2 separate regions of the Mus musculus genome follow, and region 2 is linked to region 1. A link is a contact called in public Micro-C data. All regions are on one chromosome and are shown on one strand. The core of a region is the stretch at or near the end of the contact, and the rest is flanking DNA. Distances in the headings are between cores, read along the strand shown.

Region 1 (6,308 bases), core at 2,484-4,983:
TCTGTCCAAGGCCAGCCCAAAGTAAAGAATCAGGGGTAGAGGCTGGATCTAAACAGGCTTGAGTTCTGTGGGCAGAGAGTCCTCTCTCTCTCCACTTCCTGACCTAAGAGGTTAGGTGTGCAATACTCATTCAATAATTCCGGAGTTAGGTCCCCTGGTTCCAGTCCCATCTCTGTCAACTTCCTGACAAGTAAGTGTCCTTGAAGAAGCTAAATTTGAGTGGAGGGCTCAACTAGGAGTGAGGGCTTGCTTACTTAAACTGAAAAATTGTTTCTTTAATGTTGGTTTTCTCATATGGAAAGTAAAAGGAAGGAGGAGGAGGAGGAGGAGGAAGAAGAGGAGGAAGAAGAAGAAGAGGAGGAGGAGGAAGAAGAGGAAGAGGAAGAAGAAGAAGAAGAAGAAGAAGAAGAAGAAAAAGAAGAAGAAGAAGAAGAAGAAAAGGAGGAGGAGGAAGAAGAGGAGGGGGAGGAGGAGGGGGAGGAGAAGGAGGAGGAGGAGGGGGAGGAGGAGGAGGAGGAGGAGGAGGGGGAGAAGAAAGAAGCAGTATTCCCCCAGGTCAGGCCCTTTTTCTATTAGCAATGGGGTGTGTCTGGATCATTACTGAGCTGTCAGAGCAAGTTAATCAGAGTGGCTGGGGTCTCTTTCGGCTCCACCATCTCCCCTGCAGGACATAGAGGTGGTTCAACAGAGGAAGTCATGATGAGGACCTGCCACTCCCCCAGATGTCAGAGCAGGAAGTAAGATGACTCAATCTGAATCAAGATCAGGTGGGCTCACCTTGGTCCTGGGGTTACTCAGAGTGACACCAGGACACACCTGGCAGGAGCAATGGGTGACTTGGGCTCCAGGAAAGTGGGTGGGGCTGGAAAGCACCTAGGACAAGGATACTCCTGTCAGGCAGGACACTGAGAGCCTTAAAATCACCTGGATAGATGGAGCTGTTCTGAGCAGCAGCTCTGACTTCTCTGAGCCAGACACACTGAGGTCTGGGACCCAGGCTTCCTCATTTCCACCCCCTACTCAGTCCTTTGCTAGTCAGGATCCTTTTCTGGGGGACCCAAGGCAGCCTCCTGATCTGCATCAGCCAAATCTGCCAAACCTAGTCACTGTGACTATCTAAACCAGTGGTTCTCAACCTGTGGGTCGCGACCCCTTTAGGGGTCAAAGGACCCTTTCATGGGGGTCACTTAAGACTTCCAGGAAATTCAGATTCCAGGAAACATTACGACTCATAACTAGCAAAAGTATAGTTACGAAGTGGCAATGAAAATAGTTTTATGGTCAAAGGTCACCACAACATGAGCAACTGTATGTGTTGAAGAGTTGTAGGGTTAGGATGGTTGAGAGCCCGTGATCTAAACCTTACTTCCTGTGTGTCACCTCCTCCCTGCTGGGATCACATTTCTATAGGTAGGGACAGACCTCCTTCATTGCTTTCTCTCTTAGGCTCCTCTCAGTTTACGGCATACAGCCAAGGCTTGGTAGATGCTGCGTAGGCTGATGGATGAGTGCCGGCTACTCAGCAGGCTGAGGCGGAGTGATTGCTGGAGTCTAGGGGTTTGAGACTAGCAAGGGACATCTAGCCAGATTCCATCTCAAAAATAAAATAAGGCAAGGCACAGTGGCAGGATTGTGGGTTTGAAGTCAGCTTGGATTGCACTGATCTGATTTAAACAGAGTGGCTGATGGCCTGGTGTACCATCTTGGTGGGCAATGTCTAGGTTTGGTCTCTGGAAACCATGGGGGAAACAGAACCAGCTTCCCAAAACTTGCCCTAAGCCATGGCATGTGTGTGATACTCCCTGCCCACAGCAATAGAAAGCAATAGAATAATGTTTGTTTGTTTGTTTGTTTGTTTTTTTGTTCTAGGAGAGGGAGCACTCTCTAGAAAGACCTTTTTTTTTTTTTTTTTAGATTTATTTATTTTATATGTAAGTACACTGTAGATGTCTTCAGACACTCCAGAAGAGGGAGTCAGATCTCATTACGGATGGTTGTGAGAGCCACCATGTGGTTGCTGGGATTTGAACTCCAGACCTTTGGAAGAGTAGTCGGGTGCTCTTACCCACTGAGCCATCTCACCAGCCCCTAGAATAATGTTATTTAATAAGAAAATTAAGGCTGAGCCGGGCGTGGTGGTGCACGCCTTTAATCCCAGCACTTGGGAGGCAGAGGAGGCGAATTTCTGAGTTGGAGGCCAGCCTGGTCTACAGAGTGAGTTCCAGGACAGCCAGGGCTATACAGAGAAACCCTGTCTCGAAAAACAAAAACAAAAAACAAAAACAACAACAACAAAAAAGAAAGAAAATTAAAATTGGCCTACTGGCTAGATGGCTCAGTGGTTAAGAGCAAGAGGTCCTGAGTTCAAATCCCAGCAACCACATGGTGACTCACAACCATCTGTAATGGGATCCGATGCCCTCTTCTGGTGTGTCTGAAGACAGCGACAGTGTTCTCATACATAAGATAAATAAACAAATCTAAAAAAAATAAAATAAAATTGGACTTGTCTGTTGGTTGGTGACTGTAAGCATAGCATTTGAGAGGTGAAAGCAGAAGGGTCAGGGGTTCAAGGCCGTCCTTAGCTTCATAGTGAGTTCAATACTCACTTGGGACACATGAGACCTTGCTTATAAAGAAGAAAATAATAAAAATAAAGACACATGCATGTGTATGCATATTTGTGTATGCGTGTGCACACACATGGATGCCTGTGTGTGGAGGTCCGACGTGGATACCAGGTGTCTTTTCTAGTAACTTTCCATTATATCTATAGGGACAGTCTCTCCATGAACCCAAAGCTCACCAGCTCCAGCTAGTCTCAGCTAGTTGGCTTGCCCCAGGGGTCTCCTGTGTCTGTCTTCTGAGATCTGGGTGACCACCATACCTGCCCAGATTGTAGTTGGGTTCTGGGGATCCGAACTCTGATCCTGGTGCTTCCAGGGCAAGTGTGTTATCACAGAGTCTTCCTGCCAGCCTCAATGTGATTCTTTTCTTTATTTCTTTTTTTTTTTAATTTTTATTTATTTATTTTATGTATGAGTACACTGTCGCTGTCTTCAGACACACCAGAAGAAGACATTGGATCCCATTACAGATGGTTGTGAGCATGTAGTTGCTGGGATTTGAACTCAGGACCTCTGGAAGATCAGCCAGTGCTCTTAACCACTGAGCCATCCCTCCAGCCCCTCCCTCGATGTGGTTCTCATGCCGGGCTGCAGGCAAGCCCTTGAGCCTTGTCTCTGCTTCTGCAAACTGGGCAGCACGCTGGAGATGAAGATCCAGGAAGTGAGGAAATGGGGGCGGGGCATTCACAGACCCTACGAAGTCCCCACAGATGGGCTTCAGGAACTGCTTCACTACACTCAGATGGGGAGACTGAGGCTCCACAAAGTCATTTTGAGACAACCCCTAAGAGGCCTTTCCAGTTTTGACTCTTCCTTAGTTTGCATTGCCATCAGCTAAGGAGTCCTGAAATCAGCTGGCCTGTCCCTGCCCTAAGGGGTGGCCTTCCCCACTTTCCTGCTGCCGTGGCTTGGTTACTGGGGATGGAGGCTTGGTTATCTCTTGTGCTTGAGGCTGGAGTCAAAGAGCAAGAGGCCTTGTGAATGTTGTGTGCAGCACAGACCAACCCAAAAGGACCTCCCCAGCTCTCTCTGCATCTCCAGCCTGGTGGCGGGAGACTCAGCTCTGAAGTAAGGCTGGGATTGTTCTTGGGTTGACCTCGGGTCAGTCTCTCCCCAGCTGTGCTGAGGAAAAGGGAAAGGCTTTAAATGGCAGCAGACTCTGCACAGGTCCCACCCCCCAGACACTCAAAACCAGAAACAGAGGCTGGGGCAGGAACAGGGGTGGGGTGGAATCCAGAGCCTTACATAGCCTAGACAATTGCTCTACCTCTGAACTACATGGCCAGCTTGTTTACAGACTGTTGGCTCTTTGGGGGGATATTTGTTCAAGTCTCCCTGGGTTTTTTCCTTAGTGGGTTCTCAGGGGCTAAATGAATGATTGGAAGGAAAGAGAGAAAAGAGAAGGTCAGAAGAAGAGACAAGCGAAGGAAGGAAGGAAGGAAGGAAGGAAGGAAGGAAGGAAGGAAGGAAGGAAGGAAGGAAGGAAAGAAGGAAGGAAGGAAGGAAAGAAGGAAGGAAGGAAGGAAGGAAGGAAGGAAGGAAGGAAGGAAGGAAGGAAGGAAAGAAGGTGAAATTTTTTTAAAATTTATTTTCTCAAAACAAAACAAAACAAGACATATTTTATGTATATGAATATACTGTAGCTATCTTGAGACACACCAGAAGAAGGCATCAGATCCCATTACAGATGGTTGTGAGCCACCATGTGGTTGCTGGGATTTGAACTCAGGACCTCTGGAAGAGCAGTCAGTGCTCTTAACCGCTGAGCCATCTCTCTAGCCCTGAGGTGAAGTTTGTTCCCCGGATCTCCCGCTTCTAGCCCACGGTGCTGCACGTCTCTGGGAGCCACTAAACAGACTCTGGTCGCTGAGCTGGTCTGAGCTGGGATACTGGGATGAATCCTGAAACTGTCAGTCACCAGCCACTTCCATTCTCCTCTGTACAGTGGGGTGGTCCTCGAGGCCTCCCTCATGAGCTGAAGGGGGTGCAGGTGTACACGCTTGCATGGATGTACCAAACAGTTGTTAGCTCTGTGCAGTCACTATACTAAACGGTAGAAGACTGGGTACAATCTGGAGCTAGACTTCCTGACATCTGGCAAGCGTCCTACCCTTCCCAGGCCTCAGTTTCCTGCTCTATAAGACAAGGAAAATAAAATCTGTCCCAGGAGCTATAAGAGTTAAATGAGATAATCCATGAGGAGATTTTGAGGGCTAGTAATATCATATCACACACACACACACACACACACACACACACACACACACACACACACAAGCTCATGGGGGGGCTTTGAATATAAATGCAGGACGCATGGTTAAACAATAAACCATGTTTATGATAACAAAACCTGCTCTCAAGATTTCTGTAATGTGGGGTTGGGGATTTAGCTTTGTGGTAGAGCGTGCTTAGCAAGGGCTCCACCCTGGGTTCAATCCTCAGCTCTGGGGGGAAAAAAGAAGAAAGAATTCTGTAATGTGTAATGTCAAAGAATAACATCCACTATTCTAGGTAGGCATGTAGGGAACTACAGCAGGAGGATCACTTAGGTTCAAGACCAGCCTGGGCTATATAGGTTGTTTAGAGGCCAGCCTAGATTATATAGCAAGAATAAATCTGTGATGTTGATGTAGGAACAATTTAGTCCTACTTATCTAATGATAGACTTTTGAGAAATAAAGGCATTTAAGGGACTTCCTAGGGGCCCTGCACAAGCATAGTAGCTGGCTGCTGTAGAAATCCTGCTTGCTTTAGAGAGAAGAAAGCAGCTGGAGACATGGAAGATTTACTCTTCTGCTTAGAAGCTAAGACACAGCGGCAAGGCCACCGGGGTAGCTCTAACTCTGGCTAAGTGTGGGATAGCCCCCCAAGGCTGTAGGCACTAACTTAGCTCCGGAAGGCTGCAGTGCCCTCCCACAAGAGGAACTGCAGCAGAGCAGCAGAGGTGAGGACCATGCTGGGCACAGAAGGGAAGAGCTGGGGACTGGAGGTCAGGAAAGGTGACCTCTGCCCCCAGGGGCTTGGTGCCAGGCCAGCCCCCATTAAGGACAAAGTGAACCAGTAGGGCGCTGGGGTTAGATAGCCAGCACACCATCCTGGCTCCAACTTGACAAATGGGTCTGTTCAGGATTTAAGGATGCCCTGCTGAGAAAGTTCCAGAGGTCCCTCTGTCCCTGAGCCAGCTGAGTCAGGCATTTGCAGCACATACTGTAGAGCAATCCTGAGCAACCCTGCTGGTGCACTGTCAACTTCTCTGAACTGCAGTCTGCAAAGTGGGCGTGTCCGGGTTTTCTTTTTTTCTCTCCTCTCCTCTCCTCTCCTCTCCTCTCCTCTCCTCTCCTCTCCTCTCCTCTCCTCTCCTCTCCTCTCCTCTCCTCTCCTCTCCTCTCCTCTCCTCTCCTCTCCTCTCCACTTCTCTTCTTTTTTCCTTTTTCCTTTACTGGAGAAAGGAATGACTATTTGGCAAAAAGGTTGATCAGAACCTAGCACTGAGCCGGGCAGTGGTGGCGCACGCCTTTAATCCCAGCACTTGAGAGGCAAAGGCAGATGGATTTCTGAGTTCAAGGCCAGCCTGGTCTACAGAGTGAGTTCCAGGACAGCCAGGGCTACACAAAGAAACCCTGTTTCAAAACAAAAACAAAAACAAAAACAAACAAACAACCCCCCCTCCCCCAGCACTGA
Region 2 (7,157 bases), core at 1,352-3,851, 290 kb before region 1:
CACGTAACTGCTCAGACCAGGGACGACTGCACAGTCTCTAGTGGTAATACGAGTCACAACATGGACACCAACCCCTGCTGCTACATGGCCACAGAGCCAGACATGACCATCAGTGACAGCATGGGCCCAGACTTCACCATGGCCTCAGGTGGTTTCTTAGCTATGGTTTTACTGTTGTGAACAGACACCATGACCAAGACAACTCTTATAAGGACAATATGTAATTGGAGCTGGCTTACAGGTTCAGAGGTTCAGTCCATTATTACCAAGAAGGGAACATGGCAGCATCCAGGCAGGCATGGTGCAGGAGGAGCTGAGAGTTCTACATCTTCATCTAGAGGCTGCTAGGAGAAGACTCACTTCCAGACAGCTGGGATGAGGGTCTTAAAGCCCACACCCACAGTGACACATGGATTCCAACAAGGTCATGCCCACTCCAACCGGGCCATGCCTTCTAATAGTGCTACTCCCTGGGCCAAGCATATACAAACCATCAAAGGTGGCAGGGCTGGCTACTAACAGCAGGCTTGCTATTCCTCTCCATCCTGGAATTTCTAGTTCCATCTCTCTTCCTAATGCTCAAATGTTCCATTTCTCTCCCATCTGTCTACTACACACTTGTGCTTTGTAGTGTTCCCTGCTGCAGGCTGGCTTCTGGGTGACCTCCTCTGCCCAAGCCCTGTGGTGTGGCACAAGCAGGCCTCTAGGTGTCTACAGCCCACCCTTGTGGCACATCGGTGGCCCACTTAGTGTGGCAACAGGTGGGTCTCTGTGTGTCTACAGCCTGCCCTTGCTGGATAGCATGACTACAAGCCAGTCTCTGGATCTCTTCCTCCTTCCCACAATGCATTGCACAGCAGCAGAGGGGCCTCTGTGTGTCTATGGCTTGCCCATGCGGTGTAGCAGCAGGCCAGTCTTTTGGGGCTAACTACCATTGATAGAAAAATATTGTTTACAGAGTGGATGGTCTGGTGTCCCTACTATAGACAGACAGCAAAGGCACTCTGGACAACACGGGTGTCAACGCCGGGGACAAGGTCTTGGGTTGAATTCCATGCAGGGGCCTAAATCGGAACTTTGTTTGTTTGTTTGTTTGTTTGTTTTATACCAAGACAAGATTTCTTTGTGTAGCCCTGGTTGTCCCGGAACTCACTCTGTAGACTAGGCTGGCCTGGAACTCAGAGAACTACTTGCCTCTGCCTCCAGAATTCTGGGATTAAAGGCGTGCGCCACCACCTGCCTGCCTGGACTTTTATCACAGTGGCGGCTTCTTCTTCTTCTTCTTCTTCTTCTTCTTCTTCTTCTTCTTCTTCTTCTTCTTCTTCTTCTTCTTCTTCTTCTTCTTCTATGATTTATTTATTTATTTTATGTGCATGTATATTTATTTTATGTACACTGCAGCTGTCTTCAGACACACCAGAAGAGGTCATCAGATCCCATTATAGATGGTTGTGAGCCCCATGTGGTTGCTGGGATTCGAACTCAGGACCTCTGGAAGAGCAGTCAGCGCTCTTCACAGCTGAGCCATCTCTCCAGTGGCTTCTTAAATCATCTACCCAGGAAGCCAGGGACAGTGAGGAACCAAGCACTGGACCACAGTCCACATCAAGCCAGTCAATACAGGCACAGGAACTCTGCTCCAAAGCCAATGGCGACAAGGCAGAGCCAGGATGAAGAGATTCCAGGCATCAGAGTTGTCCCACCCATACCCAGATGCTGCCCCAAGTCCTCCAAGATGCTGCCCAAAGCCCTCCAACTTAAAGGTGCAGGTTCTGGGGCCAGGAATGGAGCACCCAGAGAGGTTGTGCCTAGAAAGGGAGGGGACAAGCAGGCTGTGGAGTTTGCGGGCTCCACGAGCTATGCAGGTTCCCTGAGGCCAACTAGAGAATGATTCTTCTGTTCAGGAATCGTCGCGTGCTAATTGACTTGCTCAAGATCTGCTGTGGTCCCCACCCTTACTACCTAAGGGAAGCTACCTCCTGTCTTGGGGACTGGATCTGATTTACAGATCATTCACTTCTAGCTCCCTGTGTGGGAGAAGCAGCTGATGCTTACAGTCACACAGATGTCAGGGCCAGGGCTGGGGCAGACTTCTGACTCAGTAAGAGCGTGCTTTACTGGAGTGTCTTTCAGGTGCTGCTCAAGGCCCTGTAGGAAGTCAGGTATCTTTCTAATCAGGGAGACAGCAACAGGGGACAGTCTGAAGCCAAGGGAAGGGCAGGCATGTTGTGACAAGCTATAGCCTGCCTGGATCCCATGTAAGGGCAGGTCTGCTCACAAGAAGTATTCAAGAAGCAGCCAGAGATGGTAGAAAGGTGCAAGCTTGCTCTGAACGCCTGGACATGCTGAGTGTTTGTGGGAGTTAGAGAGGCAGAGGCGCTGCCGGGCAGTCAGCCTGATTGTTGGTTTCAACCTGGAAGCAGAAAGGTGTCTAGAGGCACAGCCTTTATTCCCTCCTTGTCCTGACAAAAAAAGTTAAACTGGAGGGGAGGTGGGGCAGACGCTCCACTGCAGAGTGCTGGCCCCATTGTGCACACAGCTCTGGACTCAGTTCCTTCCCAGCACAGCCTAAACTGGGTGTGGTGGCACATACTTGTAACCCCATCGCTTAGGAGGGGGATCTGAGATTCAAAGTCATCCTTAGCTACCCTGACCTCCATTCAGACCCTGTCTCAAAGATACACAAACAAGACTTCCTTCCTCATCACCTCTCTTAAGCCTAGAGCTAAAAATATATATGAAAATCACTTTTTTTCTTGATAATTTTCAAATCTGTTTCAAAACACAGAACAGAAGCAGGGGCCTGTTGTTTTAAAAACACAAAATCCGGGCCGTCTGATTTAACCAATGAAGACTTGGGAGCAGGATGCTGGGATGAAAACCTGCTGGCTCAGAGAGGGAGAGAAAGCGCCCAGCTGACCTTCCTGCTTCACTGATGTTCCAGAAGGAGAAAGGCTCTTCTCCACACTGCCCAATGTCCCTCCCCCCCCTCTCTCTGTCTGTCTCAAAGATTTATTTGTTTGTTTGTTTAATGAAAGTGCACTGTAGCTGTCTTCATAACACACCAGAAGAAGGCGTCAGATCCCATTACAGATGGCTGTGAGCCACCACGTGGTTGCTGGGATTTTAAACTCGAGACCTTCAAAAGAGCAGTCAGTGCTCTTAATGGCTGAGCCATCTCTCCAGCCCCATCCCTCCTTTCTCTTCCATTCTCTCCCTGTCCTCTGGTTGCTTGCTCTGCCTCTTGACCTAGGGTTGACTTCATTTACCTCTTGGGTTAAAGGTGCATGCTGGAACTGAGCTACACCACAAGGCTTTCCCAGTTCACAATCTGGGGGTTCACAATGTGATCAAACATCCTGCCAGTAAGATGGCTTACAGGGTAAAGGAGCTTGCCACGAAGCCTTATGACCTGAGGTGGATCCCCATCACCCCATGACCCTCACGGAGGAAGGAGAGAACGGACTCCCACCAGTTGTCCTCTGACCTCCACATGTGCAGCACAGGGTGTCCTGTCCCCAGTAAATAAAATGTAATGACTTTGTAAAAGAACTTGTCATGAAAATCATTGAAACAAACACAAAACTGGAGGAAGAAAGCTACAGCCTGGAGGGCAATGGCCACCCAAGGCTCTACAGAGTTCCACGCAGGCGTTCTTCCCGTTGGTCCCAGACCAGAACTGACTGCATTGTCAGGTTAGGTAACACCAGTCCCTCTTCTCCAGCTGCCTGGATCCAGGCCTTCTTTGCTGATCTTCCAAGCCATCTCAGAGACCTGGGTAGCTCCCTGCCCATTTCCCCCGCCCCCAACCAAGCCCCATCACTGCCCGTCATACAGCTGGCACCCCTCCAGCCTCTGTACCCAGAACATATTTAGCACCATGTTCCAATTCGGGTGGATCTTTGAGAAGGAAGACATGCCTTATATATTAAGACCTTTAACCCATATCTAATCTGGGTCAAGCCCTCTGCTGGAAGCTATATAAAGATCTGGAAGAAGGAAACCTTTGCTCTTTGGCTGCTTGCTCTCACCTTACTAGCAAGTCCACTCCTTCATTGGTGCCTGCTTCTCAGGGATTCCAGCATATATGGAAGACAAGCCAAGACTTCTAGCCTTGTGGACTGAGCAAGCCAGTAAGCAGCACCCCTCCTCGAACTCTACTACTGCCCCGTTCGAGTTCCTGTCCTGACCTCCTTCCATGATGAATAATGTGATGTAGAAGTATTAGCCAAATGATGGCAGGGCCCGCAGCTGGAATGAGAAGCAGTGTCCCCAGAACATGTGGACCAAGAAGGACTGTGACTTGGCTCTCTGCTTCTGTTCCTGCCACTGTGGGCAAGGCCACTTAAAAAAGGACACAGAGTGGCTCCAGGTAAAGCGAATGCAAGATGAAAAAAAGAAGTCTGAGTCAGAGAAGAACACAGCAAGGTCTCCAGGGGAGGCTGGGGAGGAGGCAAAAAAATGCAGGCCCCTGAACAAGCCCCAAAAAGGCCTGAACCATGACCTCCCTCGGTGGCATTCCATGGACAGGCAGAACTCCCAGGAAAAGACAGTCGGTTCTGCAGTCTATGAGGCCCGCTCCCCTTGTGGCTCCCCTGTCCAGCCCCCACCCGCAGGCTACTCTATCTTCTCCCTAGCCCACTTTAGTGGTCCCCGCTCCTCCAGACACCTTGGGGGATTCTTAAAGAATGCCATTCATCTCGAGCCTCACAAAAAGGCCATGCCAGGAGACCACGTGTTCAGAAATGCCCACTTTGATTACAGTTCAGTTGGTCTGTCTGTACTCACAGGGCAGGACACTTTAACACCCTGTACAGTTCCTATAATAAGCTAAACACTTTCCATGTCCATATGGAAGACGATGCCCAAGTAGGCCAAGGCGAAGATCTACGGAAGTTCATTCTAGCAGCCCTCAGTGCCAGCCAGCACGCTGTAAACTGTGCTTTGTGCCACCGGGCACTCCCCGTGTTTGAACAGTTCCCTCTGTTCTTAGCCCCTCAAGACATGATGAGTTTGAACACGACGTTCCTTGTCACTTTCAGGGTATAGGTGTTGATTCGCCTTGCCTGGTTTCTATTTGTTAAAAACCCAAAAACCAGACGAGATGGAACTACGTTTTTACTTTATTTAATTGTAACTGACATGGTTTTCTTCTAGTCAGGGGACTAAATAGCTAACCTGAGTATTTTAGCTTCTCCCAGTGGCTGGTGGTTTTTGTACTCTGATCTCACTGTAGTGGGTACAATTTTATGTCTTTGTTCTATGCTAACTTGATGAAAGGCTAGCTAATGTTTAGCTTTTCCTAACTGGGTAAAAAATTATAGAAGAAATGACATTTTTCTCTTTGCTGTGAAGTAGTTGGAAACCTTTCATGTGCCCATCAGGCTGAGATCCTTGCAAACGGGGAGAGGAGGAAACAAGAAGGGCCAGTGTTAGGTGAACTAATTTTAAAAATGTGAAAGATGAGAACACTGATAGCATCAAAAGGAAAAGGGGGGATGATTGAAGCTCAGGCATGCCATTGGTTGGGGGACAGTAGTGGTCAACTTACATGTATGACAAAGACTTAGGTACTTTTTAGCCATAACTTAAATAGCAAGTAGTTGAGTAGTACAGGTGTGAAATTAAAACTGTTGAACTTCCAAAAGAAGAAGAAGAAGAAGGAGGAGGAGGAGGAGGAGGAGGAGGAGGAGGAGGAGGAAGAGGAGGAAGAGGAGGAGGAAGAGGAGGAGGAGGAGGAGGAGCAGCAGCAGCAGCAGCAGCAGCAGCAGCAGCAGCAGCCAAATGAACCCTTTTTTCCTCCAAGTTGCCTTGGTCATGTTGTTTCAGCACAGCAATAGTGACAATGCCCTCCTCCATTCCCACCCCCACCCCCCTAGCCCCTACCTCCTGTCTCCTTGTAACTAAGCCAGTCCTGGAGACTTCATTTCCCATGAACATAGAAAGGTTTGGGGAACCTCCAGGTTCACTTTCCCCAAGCAAAGACTTGGATTACTTATGGCTAAGGCTATGCCCTGGGAAGCCAGACCTGGTGGCACAGGCCTGTAGTTATAGCACTTTGAAGGTAGGAGCAAGAAACTTAGGAGTTCAAAGTTGTCCTGGTTATGTAGTGAGTTTGTGGGCATCATGAGACCCTGTCTCACAGGACCAGAAAAGACAGGGGCTGGAGAGATGGCTCAGTGGTTAAGAGTGTAGTCGAATCACTTGAAGGTGACCCAAGTTCATCAGTTAATGGCATGGGTCAGCCCGTCCTGCTTGGAACTCTCAAAATATAAACAATATTTCTGGTTTGAAAAGGCAGCTGCCCGAGTTCCGGGCTCCCTGCGTTTTCCCGAGCAAGCTCCTCCCTCTTCTTTTTCCCCATATCCAACCCAGCCCACACTCTGATGACCCCATCTCTGACCTTCCCAATGGCCACCACCTTCTGCTCAAGGGACACCCTGGTCCCTAACCCCACTCACAAGGTCTCCTCAGTATCCCGTGCTCACGTGACCTTGCTAGAGGCAGATAGCCATGCCTCTGTCCTGCTATACATCCCTCCAGGGCTGCGTAAGAAGGCCTGCAACACACTGCAACACACTGCAACACACTGCAACCCCTCCCTCACTTGAGCTCCCCTCCTGGTCCAGCTAACATCACACTTGAGCATAAGCAGGTAGCCTTGAGTGCGACTTGTGCTTGCTGGTCCTGTTTTGAAAAAGGCCAGAGGCTGGCTTCGAACTCTAATTGTCCCATCTCCTCTTCCCAGGTGTGAGCATCTCAGGGGTACACCAATATACTGTGCAATTGTATGTGGCTCTCAGGACGGAACCCAGGGCTTCTGGCATGCTAGACACACTACCAGCTGTGCTACATTTCCTAGCCCAAATTATCTATCTATCTATTTATTTATTTTGAGGGGCTTGACTCCAAAAGCAGAATTTCATGCATGCTAGGCAAGCACCCTACCACCAATCTGTGCCTCCAGCCCGTGAAGAAACAAGCAAACAAACAAACAAACAAACTATATATTGGTAGACCAGGATAACAACGAACTTGCTGTATAGTCAAGGTTGGCCTTAGCCGGGCGTGGTGGCGCACGCCTTTGATCCCAGCACTCGGGAGGCAGAGGCAGGCAGATTTCTGAGTTCGAGGCCAGCCTGGTCTACAAAGTGAGT

Evidence for each region. A called contact is a pair of places that touch in the nucleus more often than the background predicts.
Region 2: a contact with region 1 is called in a Micro-C map of embryonic stem cells, with 2.2 times the contacts expected there. The contact joins two enhancer-like sites. A contact is called at or near these places in 2 of 39 promoter capture datasets (hippocampal neurons and liver), 3 of 484 Hi-C or Micro-C datasets (the N1E-115 cell line and embryonic stem cells) and 1 of 115 datasets of contacts at active chromatin or transcription factors (embryonic stem cells).

What each region holds. Positions count from the first base shown.
Region 1 is chr10:59,933,721-59,940,028 of GRCm38.p6, reverse strand. No RefSeq gene overlaps it. Among named protein-coding and RNA genes, the nearest start is that of Ddit4, 15 kb to the left of the region's middle. Within about 2 kb of position 3,733, at least 25 of the 459 cell types and tissues checked have an H3K27ac peak or open chromatin away from gene starts, as enhancers often do. A contact at or near this core is called in embryonic stem cells, where this site is marked.
Region 2 is chr10:60,225,940-60,233,096 of GRCm38.p6, reverse strand. It overlaps the pseudogene Gm2038. Among named protein-coding and RNA genes, the nearest start is that of Chst3, 10 kb to the right of the region's middle. Within about 2 kb of position 2,601, at least 29 of the 459 cell types and tissues checked have an H3K27ac peak or open chromatin away from gene starts, as enhancers often do. A contact at or near this core is called in embryonic stem cells, where this site is marked.